Linked DNA regions of Mus musculus: all the other regions are linked to region 3. The links are chromatin contacts, called in public Hi-C, HiChIP or PLAC-seq and promoter capture Hi-C maps. All regions are on one chromosome and are shown on one strand. The core of a region is the stretch at or near the end of the contact, and the rest is flanking DNA. Distances in the headings are between cores, read along the strand shown.

Evidence for each region. A called contact is a pair of places that touch in the nucleus more often than the background predicts. HiChIP or PLAC-seq counts read pairs in DNA pulled down with a chosen protein or histone mark. Capture Hi-C pulls out chosen DNA fragments and counts their contacts.
Region 1: a Hi-C map of cerebral cortex shows a contact between it and region 3, with 4 times the contacts expected there. The contact joins the promoter of 4930431P22Rik here to the promoter of Tsc22d1 in region 3. A contact is called at or near these places in 1 of 484 Hi-C or Micro-C datasets (cerebral cortex), 1 of 115 datasets of contacts at active chromatin or transcription factors (pancreatic cancer cells) and 2 of 9 other capture datasets (adipose tissue and liver).
Region 2: a contact with region 3 is called in a promoter capture Hi-C map of adipose tissue. The contact joins the promoter of Gtf2f2 here to the promoter of Tsc22d1 in region 3. A contact is called at or near these places in 1 of 39 promoter capture datasets (cranial neural crest), 2 of 484 Hi-C or Micro-C datasets (CD4 T cells and embryonic stem cells), 2 of 115 datasets of contacts at active chromatin or transcription factors (embryonic stem cells and memory CD8 T cells) and 2 of 9 other capture datasets (adipose tissue and liver).
Region 4: an H3K27ac HiChIP or PLAC-seq map of embryonic stem cells shows a contact between it and region 3, with 13 read pairs. The contact joins the enhancer-like site here to the promoter of Tsc22d1 in region 3. A contact is called at or near these places in 2 of 484 Hi-C or Micro-C datasets (both in embryonic stem cells), 7 of 115 datasets of contacts at active chromatin or transcription factors (bone marrow-derived macrophages, craniofacial prominence, embryonic basal ganglia and 3 more) and 2 of 9 other capture datasets (embryonic stem cells and liver).

Annotation. Positions count from the first base shown.
Region 1 is chr14:76,758,858-76,762,122 of GRCm38.p6, forward strand. 4930431P22Rik (RIKEN cDNA 4930431P22 gene) reads left to right here and starts at 1,274. Exons shown (of 2, transcript NR_153763.1): 1 at 1,274-1,518; 2 at 2,891-3,265.
Region 2 is chr14:76,009,381-76,012,450 of GRCm38.p6, forward strand. Gtf2f2 (general transcription factor IIF, polypeptide 2) reads right to left here and starts at 1,485. Exons shown (of 8, transcript NM_026816.3): 1 at 1,300-1,485. The coding sequence starts at 1,365. Gm36429 (a long non-coding RNA gene) reads left to right here and starts at 1,366. Exons shown (of 2, transcript XR_383601.2): 1 at 1,366-1,703; 2 at 2,530-2,732.
Region 3 is chr14:76,414,243-76,417,645 of GRCm38.p6, forward strand. Tsc22d1 (TSC22 domain family, member 1) reads left to right here and starts at 1,579. Exons shown (of 3, transcript NM_207652.3): 1 at 1,579-3,403. The coding sequence starts at 1,841.
Region 4 is chr14:76,082,247-76,085,606 of GRCm38.p6, forward strand. No RefSeq gene overlaps it. Among named protein-coding and RNA genes, the nearest start is that of Gpalpp1, 27 kb to the right of the region's middle. Within about 2 kb of position 2,110, at least 36 of the 459 cell types and tissues checked have an H3K27ac peak or open chromatin away from gene starts, as enhancers often do. A contact at or near this core is called in embryonic stem cells, where this site is marked.

The DNA.
Region 1 (3,265 bases), core at 24-2,523, 340 kb after region 3:
GTTAGGGCAGGGTGGGTGAAACTAAGCAGATGCCCTTGCACAACAAGTACCTGGCTCTGCCTGTCTCTGGGTCTCCATCCTCAAAGTGAAAGGTTGAGACTACATGAGTTTCTCAGGAATTCTAGAATCCCAGATCTTTCTAGGGATTAGATAGGGAGAGAAATAGTTATGGAAACCAATGTTGGAAGTCTTTGGCATACAAAGCTATGGAATTAATTGGTCAGAGGTCACCACACAATCTAGGCTTGTGATTCAGATGGACCAAAAACTAAAGCACTGATAGGCAGAAACTATCCTCAAAGTTTTTGCCAAAGAAGTCCCACTTCTCACACCAGAAGCAAACTCACCATAAGGCAAGACGCTGATATGTAGAAAGAGCTCAGAGACAGGGAAGAGCATCGTAGTGTTGGTTGGATCCTCATACAGTACAGACGCAGAAGCACAGTTTCGATTGCTCCTGTCTGGTGGATCAGTTCTGAGTTTGCAAGAAGGTAAGGTCATAGACCTGAGTGTCTAGGGCTGACCAATTAGTGTCGTATGATCTCTCAGGGGTATATCAACTGGTGTCAGCTTGTTGGCCTTGTTTAGGCAACCACATCCAACACAACTTCTCAGTGGGGTCTTGTCACAGAGCAGCCATGTCAGACACGGGAGACCTGGGTTGGGACGATTAGCATTCTGGTCTCACCAGGTTGGAGTGTAGCCTGCAGAGTTGCTGCTGTGGTTTTCCTGCTCTAGAGAGGCATCACTATGCACCATCAGGGAGCTGTCACTATAGATTAGGGGGAGTCTGTTCAGTTTGCTGATTCTCTTAGGGCTGAATCCTCATCATGTTTTTCCGCCCAGACTTCAGACCCCAAGCTTTGGTAGTCTGGGTGGCTGAGATGGGAACTGTCACAGAGTCTATGGAATCTACTGCACACTGTGAGATGAATCTGGATGTTATTATACTATGTTTTTTATTGCTGTTTAGTTTTTCCCACATGCATGTTATTATTCCAAAAACAAACCTGTTAAATAATATATTCTCACATATTTGGTTATGGCAAGAACTTTCTTATTACTGACCATTGTTTCTGACTAAGCCAGGTTAGAAGAAGACCGACTTTTGAAGAACATTCTAGGCCAATCTCTGCTCTGTTTAGTACTGTAATGGAGGGACCCAACTCTGAACTCATTTTGACATGCTACCTTGGGCATTCTCTGGTTACTAGGGACCATATAGAATATCCCAGAAGCTCCGTCATTCTGATCCTAGCAACACAGAATAGGTGGCCATAGTCCTTGGATCACTCTGACTTGACATGTCATTTCAAAGCTTGAGAGAGCTGATGGCAGGAACAGATCCTTCATACCACGCTGCCACATGTCCCATGAGTCTCCAAGGGTCTTGTGGGCTCTACTTCTGAGTGTCCCAGCAAGACTACGATCAAAAGATCATCCACTATTTTCTCTCATAGTCCTTCTTTCAAGCAGAACTCATCACTGGAGGTTCTGTTGACATAAGACAGAGAGAAGGTTCGAAGACGATAATAGTTATTACTGACAGTGTAGTCCATGCACTCATGGCAGCGGGGGGGGGGGGGGCACTCATTATATTTGGGAGGCTTTGAATCCCCTCTGCCCTTGGAGCCTGGCCTTAGATTGACCCTGAATGAAGAGCAAGGCTCTCCAAGGGCCACTGTCAGCACTCCCCAGGATGACTACTACACATGGGAGGAGTCAGGGTGTGGGGGTCCTGTTCTGACTCTGTCATCCTGGGCCCCAGCCATGGCGGTTTCATAACAGAAGAAAGCTAAGCTGCGAGCACGTTGCTAGGCTGTGGCTATTTATTTTTATAAATGAGCCCAGGCTTAATTTAGAAAGCAGCTTTTGCTTTTGCTTTCTACATCCCAGCATCGGCTGTCTGTCTGGCAGGCAGGCACTGTCAAAGAATCTCATTTCTGACCCAACAAGAGCTCGTGGGTGGATAGGGGCAGCAAAGGGGTTGGCGGAAGGCCGATGCCAGCCAGGCTGCATTACAGGGAGGCAGAGACACGTGGCTGTGCCACTAGTGTCCTATTCTGCTTCCGTGTGAGCTTCATTTGTGACACCTACGTAGTCCTCGCTTGGAATAGCAGGGTGAAAAGCAGCCCTGACGCTCACGTCTCCTTTGATGAGCTACACACCAGCATACAGCAGAACAGAAGGCCTTGGGAAAGACGGTCCAGTCAGGTGCCAGAACGGGTGACACCAACGATCTCTGTTCTTTGGAGGCAGCTATTTTAATAGAGCCTAATTACAGTGGCTATTTGGATGTGCAAGTATTTTGATTTAGCTGATAAATGCCATTTTTTAAAAAAGCAAACGAATAAAGTGGACATTTTACACTCCACTTGTGAAGCTTGATCTCCACTAATTGTCAACCTCCATGTTCAGGAGTCAAGGGTATATATAGTTCAGGGACAGGGGAGGGAATGGGTGGTAGAACTCCAAAATCAGAGACTATCAAGAGCCAGGTAATGGTTAAAACAATGTAAGCACAAGGGGTAACGTGCCTGTCAGATGGGAGCATATCCAGCCCACAGGAAAACAGGAGCCTATAAAGTAAAAGAAACAGAGCCAATCAGATCTGCTTGCGAGGGAAGAGATGGAGGAAACGGTGAGAAAATGGTTACACAAGAGGCAGTGAGTATATGTTTTGGCTTCGCCTGTTCTGAGTTTGCTGCATCAAAACACCTTGTCATAAAAGCTTTATAAAATTAACCAAGAAAATAGTCCATTTAGGAGTTAGAACTTGTTTTGGTTCTTTGAGCATGTCTGACTCAGAAATGTCTACACATTTCACTCTAGGGCTTCTTGGAGCCTCAGTTTCCCCATTTTTAAAAAAAATGACCTTCCTGTTTTCCAGCCTTTTGTTCTCCTTTCAAGTGACATGACAGGGGATGAGCCAGCAGCTTGGAAACCGCCCCGGGCCACCTGGAGAAAGACGCTTGCGTGAATGACGGACATTCGAAGAGATGAGTCTTCTATGACTCAAGGATCGCAAAATTGAGGCAGAGTGGCCATGACTGCCTTGTGATTCACACAGTGTTGCCGTTGGCTGGAGGGGTGGTGTGTCCTCTGACTTTGCTCTAGCAAGCGTGGAGCCTAAGTATCTTTACGCAAGTTCTGTGGATCAAGGAGCTTGAGGGGATTAGGTTTGAAGAGCTGAGGATAACTGGTGTTTCAGACTGATCGGGAGTTTTACCCTACAAGGAACAGTGGTGGCCTGGTATTGGACAAT
Region 2 (3,070 bases), core at 235-2,734, 400 kb before region 3:
AACTAATCCCTTAATTAGATCATAGCCCTGTGACCTACTTTGCCTCCAGAAACAGCACCAGAAACACCCAGAGGTGTGTTTCATTAATCGCCCGCCGATGAAACTGACAGGACTAACTCCTACCCACTTTAGTTTGTGTCTCTTTGACATACAGCCTTTTCTTTTTCTTTTTGGTTTTTCGAGACAGGGTTTCTCTGTATAGCTCTGGCTGTCCTGGAACTCACTCACCTGCCTCTCCCTCCCGAGTGCTGGAATTAAAGGCGTGTGCCTTTTCAATTTCTTATATTCATCACATATTGGAAAAGTAATATGTGCCAAACACTAATCAAAGTGCAAAGAAAGTGACTTGGGGGTAGGGGCATCAACAATAGATACAGACAGGTACAAAGGAGCACTAGAAACTGTTCAGGGGTTTGAAGAACTTAACATAGTCTGCTGTGCTGGCAAACGACGAGAGCTGTTTCAGAGAAAAGGACAGGAAGAAACACTTTGTCTTGATGAGAACTCAGCCATGGACTTAAAACACTCATTACAAAGATAAACCATTTAAAAAACAAGTTTGGGAAACTTTCATGATCCCATTTAAATATGGTTTTTCAGAATGAGATTCCCCACAGAGCCTCCCACCCCATATAAAAAAAAGTGACCCGAATAGATGGCGACCACTGGGGCAAACGAGGTCTGCCGCATGACCACTTAAAACATTTACTGCTGGTTGGTTTCATGAATCCTAAACTCGCTCTTTAAAAACACGAAGTCAACAACTTCTCTTTGAATTCAGAACTTCTAGGTCTTTCGAAGGCTCCAATTGAATTACCAACCCAGGCAACACTAGCCGTGTAAAGCGACAGGAGTCTACATGGCGAGTTCCAGGCTAGCCAAGTCTACACAGAGAGATTGTTTCAAAACAACAGAGTACACAGGGACCAGCTCCACTTTGTGGTCCAGAAAACTGTACGGAATATCTATTCAAGTAATTTATACACGTTCATAACTAAAGTTAACCTTACCAAAAAGAAAACCGCAAGGACTTTTCCGACCTGGGGTAAATGTACTGCCCACTCGGGGACCACCGGGTCAGGACTCCAGGAAGGCCAGGTCTTGGCGGTAAAGAGAGTTAGTTCCATGGTGGGCGGATGAAATTGAGAGACGGCCTGAAAGACGCCCTGTGTCCCCTAAAGTAACTTCTCCAACCTGCAAACGGACGCAACAGCGACCCGCTTCTCAGAACAGCGGTGGCCCGAGCAAGACGGACCCAGAACTTTCGGAAGCGCCCCGCGGGGCTCGCGTCTCACTCACCTTGACCAGCCACACGCCGGTGTTCTGTTTGGCGCCCGTCAGATCGAGTTCCCCGCGCTCCGCCATGAGCTTGTCGCGTGAGGAGGCGTGCAGTGCGCGCACAAGCAGTGGTCCCGGCGCTGAAAGGCAGAGAGCGACAGTCCAGAGCCGGCCAAGGGAGTAAGTAGACCGCGAAAAGCCGGCGTCGCACACAGCCCGGGAACCAGGAACTTAGATGAGAAGAACACGCCGCCGAATGAAGAACTGCGCCTGCGCACGACTACGTCAGGACAGCGCGCCGAGAGGGACAAACTTCCTGCTCCGGCAATTTCCTAGATGGGCGTGACTCCCGGCAACGTGCAATCTTGGGATTCGAGTGCTGGGAAAGGAAGAGCCTAATCCTGAACCGTGCGTTTACAGCAAAGGTGACAAAGTGGAAAGATTAAGGTTTAGACAGACAAAAGCTGTGTGTATTTATACCCAACCCTAGATAAAGAAGCTAGGCATTTTAAGGACAGACTTGGGGGTAAAAAAAGTCACTTTCTTGGCCCAATTAACATTGGCACAAGTGGGCACTAGAGTACAAGTGAGTATGCTGGACACATGCCTTTTCGAGGCATAAAAATCAATTCACACCGTGCAAGCAGCATACACTCTTTCAGACGCCGAAACCTGAATGCCATCTAATTGAGTTGGTAAGACCCACCATGTAAGAAACAGATCTGATTATCCAACTGCCCTGCTTAAACAGTTTCCGGTTGCAGGATATTGGATCACATTATGAGCCCTGAGATTGTGAACTGGAAGAATCTGTTAATAACTGTGGCTCAGCCTTTGATCCTAGAACTTTCTGTTTACTGTAAACAAGTATAGGTAGCCTGGCTCACCCCTACCTAGCGCGCACATTAATCCAAGAGCTAAATAAAGTCAACCCTAGATCAGGCGGCAGAGCAAGTAGCCAGCTGACAAGAGAGTGAACATGAGCAAGAGAAAGGAGAGAGTTTGAGGTGAAGGGTATTTAAGAGTGCATGAAGGAGAAGGGGCTTTTCCTTCTGAGAAGTCGGTGGAGTGGGAAGGTCAGCTGAGTACTTTTTCTGCCTCTCAGAGTTAGCAGGCTTTCACCGCAGCTTCTAGCTCCTGAGTCTTCATTTGGTAATTTCCTCCCCCACTTGCCTTTGGAATGAAATTCTACCCTGTGCTTCAACTGAGTCCTTTGGGTTTGATCCTTCCTATACTCTCTGTTCCACACAGGATTCCACACCAAGCCCATCCACCTGCTTGAAGACTCCAGGACCTTCCTCTTACCATTTCAGAGCCTCTTTCAAACCAATTCCTGTGCCTTAGATGCCCTGCTTTCCCTGATCTTTACACTGGCCCTGTCCTTTGGCAAACTTCTACTTATAAACACAGACAAGTGGAAATGAAATAAAGACCACACAGAAAAGAGAGTCCCCCTAGATAAAGTTCTGTTTCCCCATATGATAGTGTGTGATGCTTAACGCTGTACCATGAGAGGCGTGTTTATCTTTGTTTTCTACACTACTGACTGAACTCCTAGACAAAAGTACTGTTTTTGCCCCAGATTTGCTGAAGCAGAATGGACAAATACAAAATAGTGTTTTATTCATTTTATATGCACAGCACCCAGCACAGTGTTTGACATACTGTGGGATGTCAGTAGGCTTTGGTTGAATGAACATTTGCTGAAGAGAAACAAGCAGTAAGGTATTGGAAGAATGGCAAGTAATTTATTGAATCACACACCAGAGCTATGCACAAAACTGCAGAGAGT
Region 3 (3,403 bases), core at 329-2,828:
CTGACTCATGTCGTGGCAGCAGCGGAGGGCTCCTGGGAGCTGCAACTCGTGATGCTGCTGTTGCTGAGGAGAAAAGCCTCATTACCCGTTCCGCAGGCCGGGGCGGGGGAGCCACCGCCCCAGGGCGCGCACACCCGAGACCTAGCGCTCCGCACCCGCCTCGCCGCCGGGGTCCGCGTGGGAGACAGCAGCGGACACGCCTAACCTGCGCGCACGCGCGCGGCGTGGTTCCCCCCCCCCCTCCCAGCCCCACCCCAGCCTCTCCACGCGACCCGGATTCGCTCGCTCGCGCGCCCGAGTGCCCCACCCCCCACCGCCCTCCGGCGTCGGCGACTCCGCCGGCCTTCGGTAATTTCCGTGGGAGACGGAGCCGAGAGCTCGGCGCGGACCGAAGACAGGCCACCTCCCCTGGTCAGACCCGGCTTTATGTCTGCAGCGCCGGCGCGCACGCGCAGACGCCATCTTCCCTCCTCTCCTCCACGACCCCTCCCCCCTGCCACCTCCTCCTCCTCCTTCTCCTCGGTCAGAGCTCGACCCTCCTCCTCTCGCGCTGGGGCGCTGGTCCCTCCTCTCTTGATGCCGCGAGAGACCAGGGGATACGGAGCAGCCCGAGAAGAGCACTAGTAACAACCATCACAGCCCCCTCCTCGCCCGACGCCCTCCCACTCCCCCGCCCCGCGCCGCCACCGACCAACCCCACCTCTCATTTCTTTGAACGGCGTCGGCTGCAGCCGCTGCACCAGCCCCGTCTGGCCGCCACCGCCGCGAAAAGGAGCCACCGCCGCCCGCGGCCCCCTCCCTCCCTCTCTCCCTCCCTCCCGGTCGCGGGAGCAGCTCGGTGCCGAACCAGCCGGCGGGCCGAGAAGAGGACGCGAGCTCGCCCCTCCGCTCCCGCGCACGTCCCGCCGCCCGCCGGAGCAGCCCGGGCGCCGGCGCCCTTCCTCTCCGAGGACGTGTGGCGAGCCGAGCGCCTGCCCCGAGGGAGGAAAATGCTCGGGCTCCATGGCTGCCAGTGATGGAGCGGTCCCTGGGCTCCCGCTGCTGCTGCCGCCACCGCCGCCGCCGCCGCGCCCCGGCCGCGCTCCGCGAGGATCCGGCGTCTCTGCGCGCCCGCCCGCGCCTCGTTGCTGGGCTCACCGTACCGGGCGCCCCGCCACCGCCCCGCTCGCAGCCGCGCCGCCCGGGCCCCAGCCGCGGCCAGCCTTTCCTCCCGGAGCAGCCGTCGCGAGCCCAGGGGGTTTGAGAGGGGCCGCGGGCCGTGGGGGGAGGCCCGAGCGGGGCCGGCCGCGCCGGCAGGGGAGGTTGGAGCGACGCTGAGCTCAGGGCTCGCCGGCGGCCGCGGCGCCGGGGGTGGCGAGGGCCGGGGCGACCGCTCGCTCCGCGCTGCCTCGGTGCAGGACGAGCGGAGGGGCTTTTGCAGCGGCCGTCGCCGCGGGAGGAGGGGGTTGAGCTGGCTCCGGAGTTGGCCAAAGAAGGTGGGCATTTCTCGCTTCTCCTCGCCTCCCCCGCCCCCTCCTGGGCTCCCCTCCCTCCCGCCCCGCACCCCACGTGAAGCGGAATATAAAGGGGGGTGTGTGACTGGAGGGGGAAGTGAATGGCGAAGGACTGAAGGGGTCCCCCTTCGGTTCCCCAGCCACCTGGTTCACCCGGTTCATCCTCCCTTCCCGAAGTTAGCCCTCGAAGGCACGAGCAGCCGGCGCCTTCGGCAGAGGAGGAGGAGGAGGAGGGATCGCGTCGGGCGGAGCTTCAGGTCCTGTTCGTCTCTCCGGCTTCTCCATACAAAGATTACGGTGCAGAAGGAAATTGCACTTGCCTCCTCCGCCCCCCGGTACCCAGCACAATGCACCAGCCGCCGGAGTCCACCGCCGCGGCGGCCGCTGCTGCAGACATTAGTGCTAGGAAGATGGCGCACCCGGCAATGTTCCCTCGAAGGGGCAGCGGTGGTGGCAGCGCCTCTGCTCTCAATGCAGCAGGTACGGGCGTCAGTGGTGCTGCTCCATCTTCTGAAGATTTTCCTCCTCCTTCGCTGCTCCAGCCGCCGCCTCCTGCTGCATCTTCCACGCAGGGACCCCAGCCTCCGCCTCCACAAAGCCTGAACCTCCTCTCGCAGGCTCAGCTGCAGGGACAGCCTCTTGCGCCAGGCGGAACTCAGATGAAAAAGAAAAGTGGCTTCCAGATAACTAGCGTTACTCCGGCTCAGATCTCTGCCAGCATCAGCTCCAACAACAGCATCGCGGAGGACACCGAGAGCTACGACGATCTGGATGAGTCGCACACGGAAGATCTCTCCTCTTCCGAGATCCTCGACGTCTCCCTTTCCAGGGCCACTGACTTAGGTGAGCCTGAACGAAGCTCCTCAGAGGAGACTCTGAATAACTTCCAGGAAGCTGAGACACCTGGGGCAGTCTCTCCTAACCAGCCCCACCTTCCTCAGCCTCATTTGCCTCACCTTCCACAACAGAACGTTGTGATCAATGGGAATGCCCATCCCCACCACCTCCATCATCACCATCACCCTCATCATGGGCACCACCTTCACCATGGGCACCATCATTCATCACATGCTGCTGTGGCCGGTCCATCCATTCCCGGAGGGCCACCCTCGAGCCCAGTGTCCAGGAAACTCTCTACAACTGGAAGTTCTGATGGTGGTGTGCCAGTCGCACCTCCTCCTGCAGTACCATCGAGTGGCTTACCAGCATCAGTGATGACGAACATCCGTACTCCAAGTACTACAGGAAGCCTAGGTATAAATTCGGTTACTGGCACGAGCGCTACGAATAATGTTAACATTGCTGCTGTGGGTAGTTTCAGTCCCAGTGTGACGAACAGCGTGCATGGTAATGCTAATATAAATACAAGCAATATCCCTAATGCTGCTAGCATAAGTGGTGGGCCTGGAGTTACCAGTGTTGTTAATTCGAGTATCTTGAGTGGCATGGGCAATGGTACCGTTTCTTCCTCTCCTGTTGCTAACAGTGTCCTTAATGCAGCTGCAGGTATCACTGTGGGAGTGGTTTCCAGTCAGCAGCAGCAGCAGCAGCAGCAGCAACCAACAGTTAACACATCGAGGTTCAGGGTTGTGAAGTTAGACTCTACTTCTGAACCCTTTAAAAAAGGTCGATGGACTTGCACAGAATTCTATGAGAAGGAAAACGCTGTGCCAGCTACAGAAGGCGTGGCCGTCAATAAAGTGGTGGAGACGGTGAAGCAAACCCCCACGGAAGCATCGTCCTCGGAGAGGGAGAGCACTAGTGGGAGTTCTGTGAGCAGTAGTGTGAGCACACTGAGTCACTACACGGAGAGTGTGGGAAGTGGAGAGATGATGGGAGCCCCGGCTGTGGTGGCGCCGCAGCAGCCGCCGCTACCACCAGCGCCTCCAGGTCTTCAAGGTGTGGCTCTC
Region 4 (3,360 bases), core at 860-3,359, 330 kb before region 3:
CCTTGGTCAGTCGCTCTGTGCCTTTAGCCCAAGCATCATGGTGCTGCCATGTGACAGCGGCACTTCTCACCTCATGAAGGACAGGAAGCTGAGACGGAAGAATACAGGAAGAGGTCAGGGTCCCATTTAGCAGCCATCTCCCACGGATACCAGTTCAGCGACCTGCTTCCCCAACTAGGTTCTACTTCGTATCTTACACCACCTCCCACTAATGATCTTATTATGACTCAATATGTTAATCTACCCATTAGATCAGAACCCACAGGATCTGCCTGTCTCCTGAAATCCACCCCCAACCCCAAACATATGTAGAGGTGTTTTACTAATCTCCTAGGTGTGCCTCGATCCAGTCAAGTTAACAAGGTTACCGTCTGGGGTCCTGTTTCTTGAGAGTTAGTGACAGTTAATGTTTGCTGGGGAAAGGGGAAACATTTCTTTTAATGGTGTAGCCAATGGGAAGTTGCTTATGTTTCTGCACCTAACTCCTCACCCATGCTCACGGAAGCAACCTTAATTAAATTCACTGGGTCACCAAAAAGAAAGAAACAGTAGAGACTTGTTGAGAGGAAATGGATCAGCAGCAGTACGAGGGATGACTGGGTGAATTTAATCAAACTGCATCAGATACACGGATGACAATGTCAAAATGAAATCTGTCATTGTATATGATTAATGTACGGTAGACTAGTCTCATATAGACTAGTCTCATATGTAGTGTCTCTCCCAGTTTGTTAGTCTCCTGTCGGGCTCTTCCCCGTCTAGCCTGGAATCGCTATTCTTCTTCTGGCTCCCCAACCAGAATCTGTAGATTCTTGCCTTGGATTGGTTGCATCAGCAACAGACATCCTCTGTCATGGCATCTAAGCCATTCTAGGACCACTAACGTAGCTCTCTGCTTGTCTTTGTGCAGTTTTCTCTCTCTGGCCTTCGGTGCTTATCCTGAACCTTGAAGCCCCAGCTTATACTCTCCGCAAGTGCACTCTGATGCTTATCTAGGTAGAATGAAGGTTATCTGGTGTTTGTGGTTAAGATTCTGTAGATTAGAAAAAATAGACGTGTAAAATTTGAGCTCTCCCTCTCCTCCCCCCCCTTTTGTGTGTGTGTGTGTGTGTGTGTGTGTGTGTGTGTGCATGCGCCTGGGAACAACCTATAGGAATCATCTGCTCTCTCCTTCTACTGTGTGGGTTCCAGGGACTGAACTCAGGTTTTCAGGCTTGAAGACAAGCATCTGTACCCACTGAGTTTTCTCACCGGTGGGCCCTGGCTAATGTGTCTTTTTGAGAAGGATTAATCTATGCATTTGATGAGAGTTCCCCCAACAGTCCAGTTAACAGAATTTCTACTTATATATGTCAGGCATACTTCCCCTAACTTTGTGACTCTATATTCACAGACTTACCAAGGCTAGTAACCATTTTTGGCTCCTGGTTTCTAGTATCAGATGTTGTGTGTGTCAGAGCTAATGCTGGGTGCCTTCCTCCACTACCATGCCTTATTTTATGTGTAAGTGTCGGTGCCTGCATCATGAGCTGTCTGATTTTGGTGCTGGGAACCAAACCTAAATCCTCTGCTAAGCAATCTATCCAGCCCCAGGGTCTCTCACGGAGTTCTCAGCCTTCATAATCCTCTGGGACAGTAGTTCTCAGCCTTCACAATGCTGCACCCCTTTAATACAGTTCCTCGTGCTGTGATGACCACCAGCCATACAATTATTTCTTTGCTACTCCATAGTTGTGATTTTGCTACCGTTATAAACTGCAGTGCAAATTATCTAGCCTGCGTGACCCCCAGGTTGAGAACCACTGCTCTAGGTCTGCCAGTCTCCATCTGCTCCCGGGGGCAGGGTTACATACAGATTTGTATCTCTGTACTTCAAATTCAGGTTCAAATGTGTAACCCTCAAACACTTAACTCACAGAGCCAGCTTCCCTTGTCCCTCCTCCTATCCAGGCTGTCTTCTCTGCAACATTGCTGACTGCTGACCCTCAGCTCCACAGGCTGAACCCCCTGCATTGGCTCTTCCTTTCTAGCTGGTCTCTTTCACTCTTCAATGCCCACACACCAGCAACAGCATCCACTGAGATTCACTGTAGCCCTTTCTTCTCAGCTCATGCCCAGGCATGCCCTACGATCACAATCAGTACATGTACACACCTCTGGCATGTGCTCAACAGATAGCACTAGTTGGTTCTGCATATTGTCTGCCCCACTAGACTGGTGAGTTAAAGGTCATGTCTTATGTATTTTTGTATTCTCAGATCAGCACTTTACATATTGTATAGGCTCGATAAATACACGGCAACAGGAGCTGACTTAGTGTTCTTTCCTAGACATTTGTCTAGAGTGGAAACAGTTTCCGGGGGAGGCTTCAACAGGCCATTCTTTCCTTGTGTTTTTTCCTCTTCCTCTCAGTATGCTGCTAGATTTTTGGCTGTAGTTAATTACTGAGTTGGTTTAAATGACCCCAGAACCTTCTCCCAAATTCTAACAGAAACCCCAGAGCTCTGGAACAAGCACAGTTTGTGTCATTAACACTTAAATCACTGCGGTTACTGCCCACGTTGGAGATTGGTAGTTTGCTAGGAACATAAGCAAAATCCACTTTGGAACAGCTTCCTGTGCAAGAACAATCCCTCGCCTTCTTGGCTCTGAAAGCATACATTTACGAATGATCTAACTGCTGTGTCTGAGAGGCTGGAAGCACCATAGCAACTTATTTAATTGCGAATGATAATACAACTGTAAATTAAAAATGACCTCTACTCAAATCCACTGAAAAGCCATGCCTAACTACTCCATGCTAGGCTTTTGCCAACGGTAGGTTTCTCTTTTCCCTCCTCTAGATTTTGTTTGCCATGAATATACGCCATTGTTCTGAGAACCATGCCTTCCCTTCCTCTGAGGGATCCTATGGTTCAGAGTCAAGAAATACACACAGCACTGAGAGAACCCAAGGACACCCAGTCCAAGTCACCCTGACCCCTGATTGACAGCTAACTTCGGGTTGCTAACACTACATCCTGTCTTGGGCTTGAAGGAGTGAAGTCCAGCCTGTTTGCTACCCTGACTAACCTGTATCCAGGGCCGCTGTAGCCACTGCCCTTCTATGTAAGAGATGTGATTGATTTCGGGGTTGGGGCTTTCTGGCTGCTGACTGGGTTGGAGTTGGAAATCCTATTTTTTCATTATTTTCTTATTTGTGGAGGGGAAAGTCTAAATATATCCTTTTGAATTGCGGTGTGATTTATAAACGACAGCAGGCTGTGGTGAGCTAACTGCGATGGCCTTACTCTCCATCGTCCCTGTTTGTGGTAGATGGATGTACTTCTTGATGTTAGGGGTTTGAGGGCGGTGAACGAG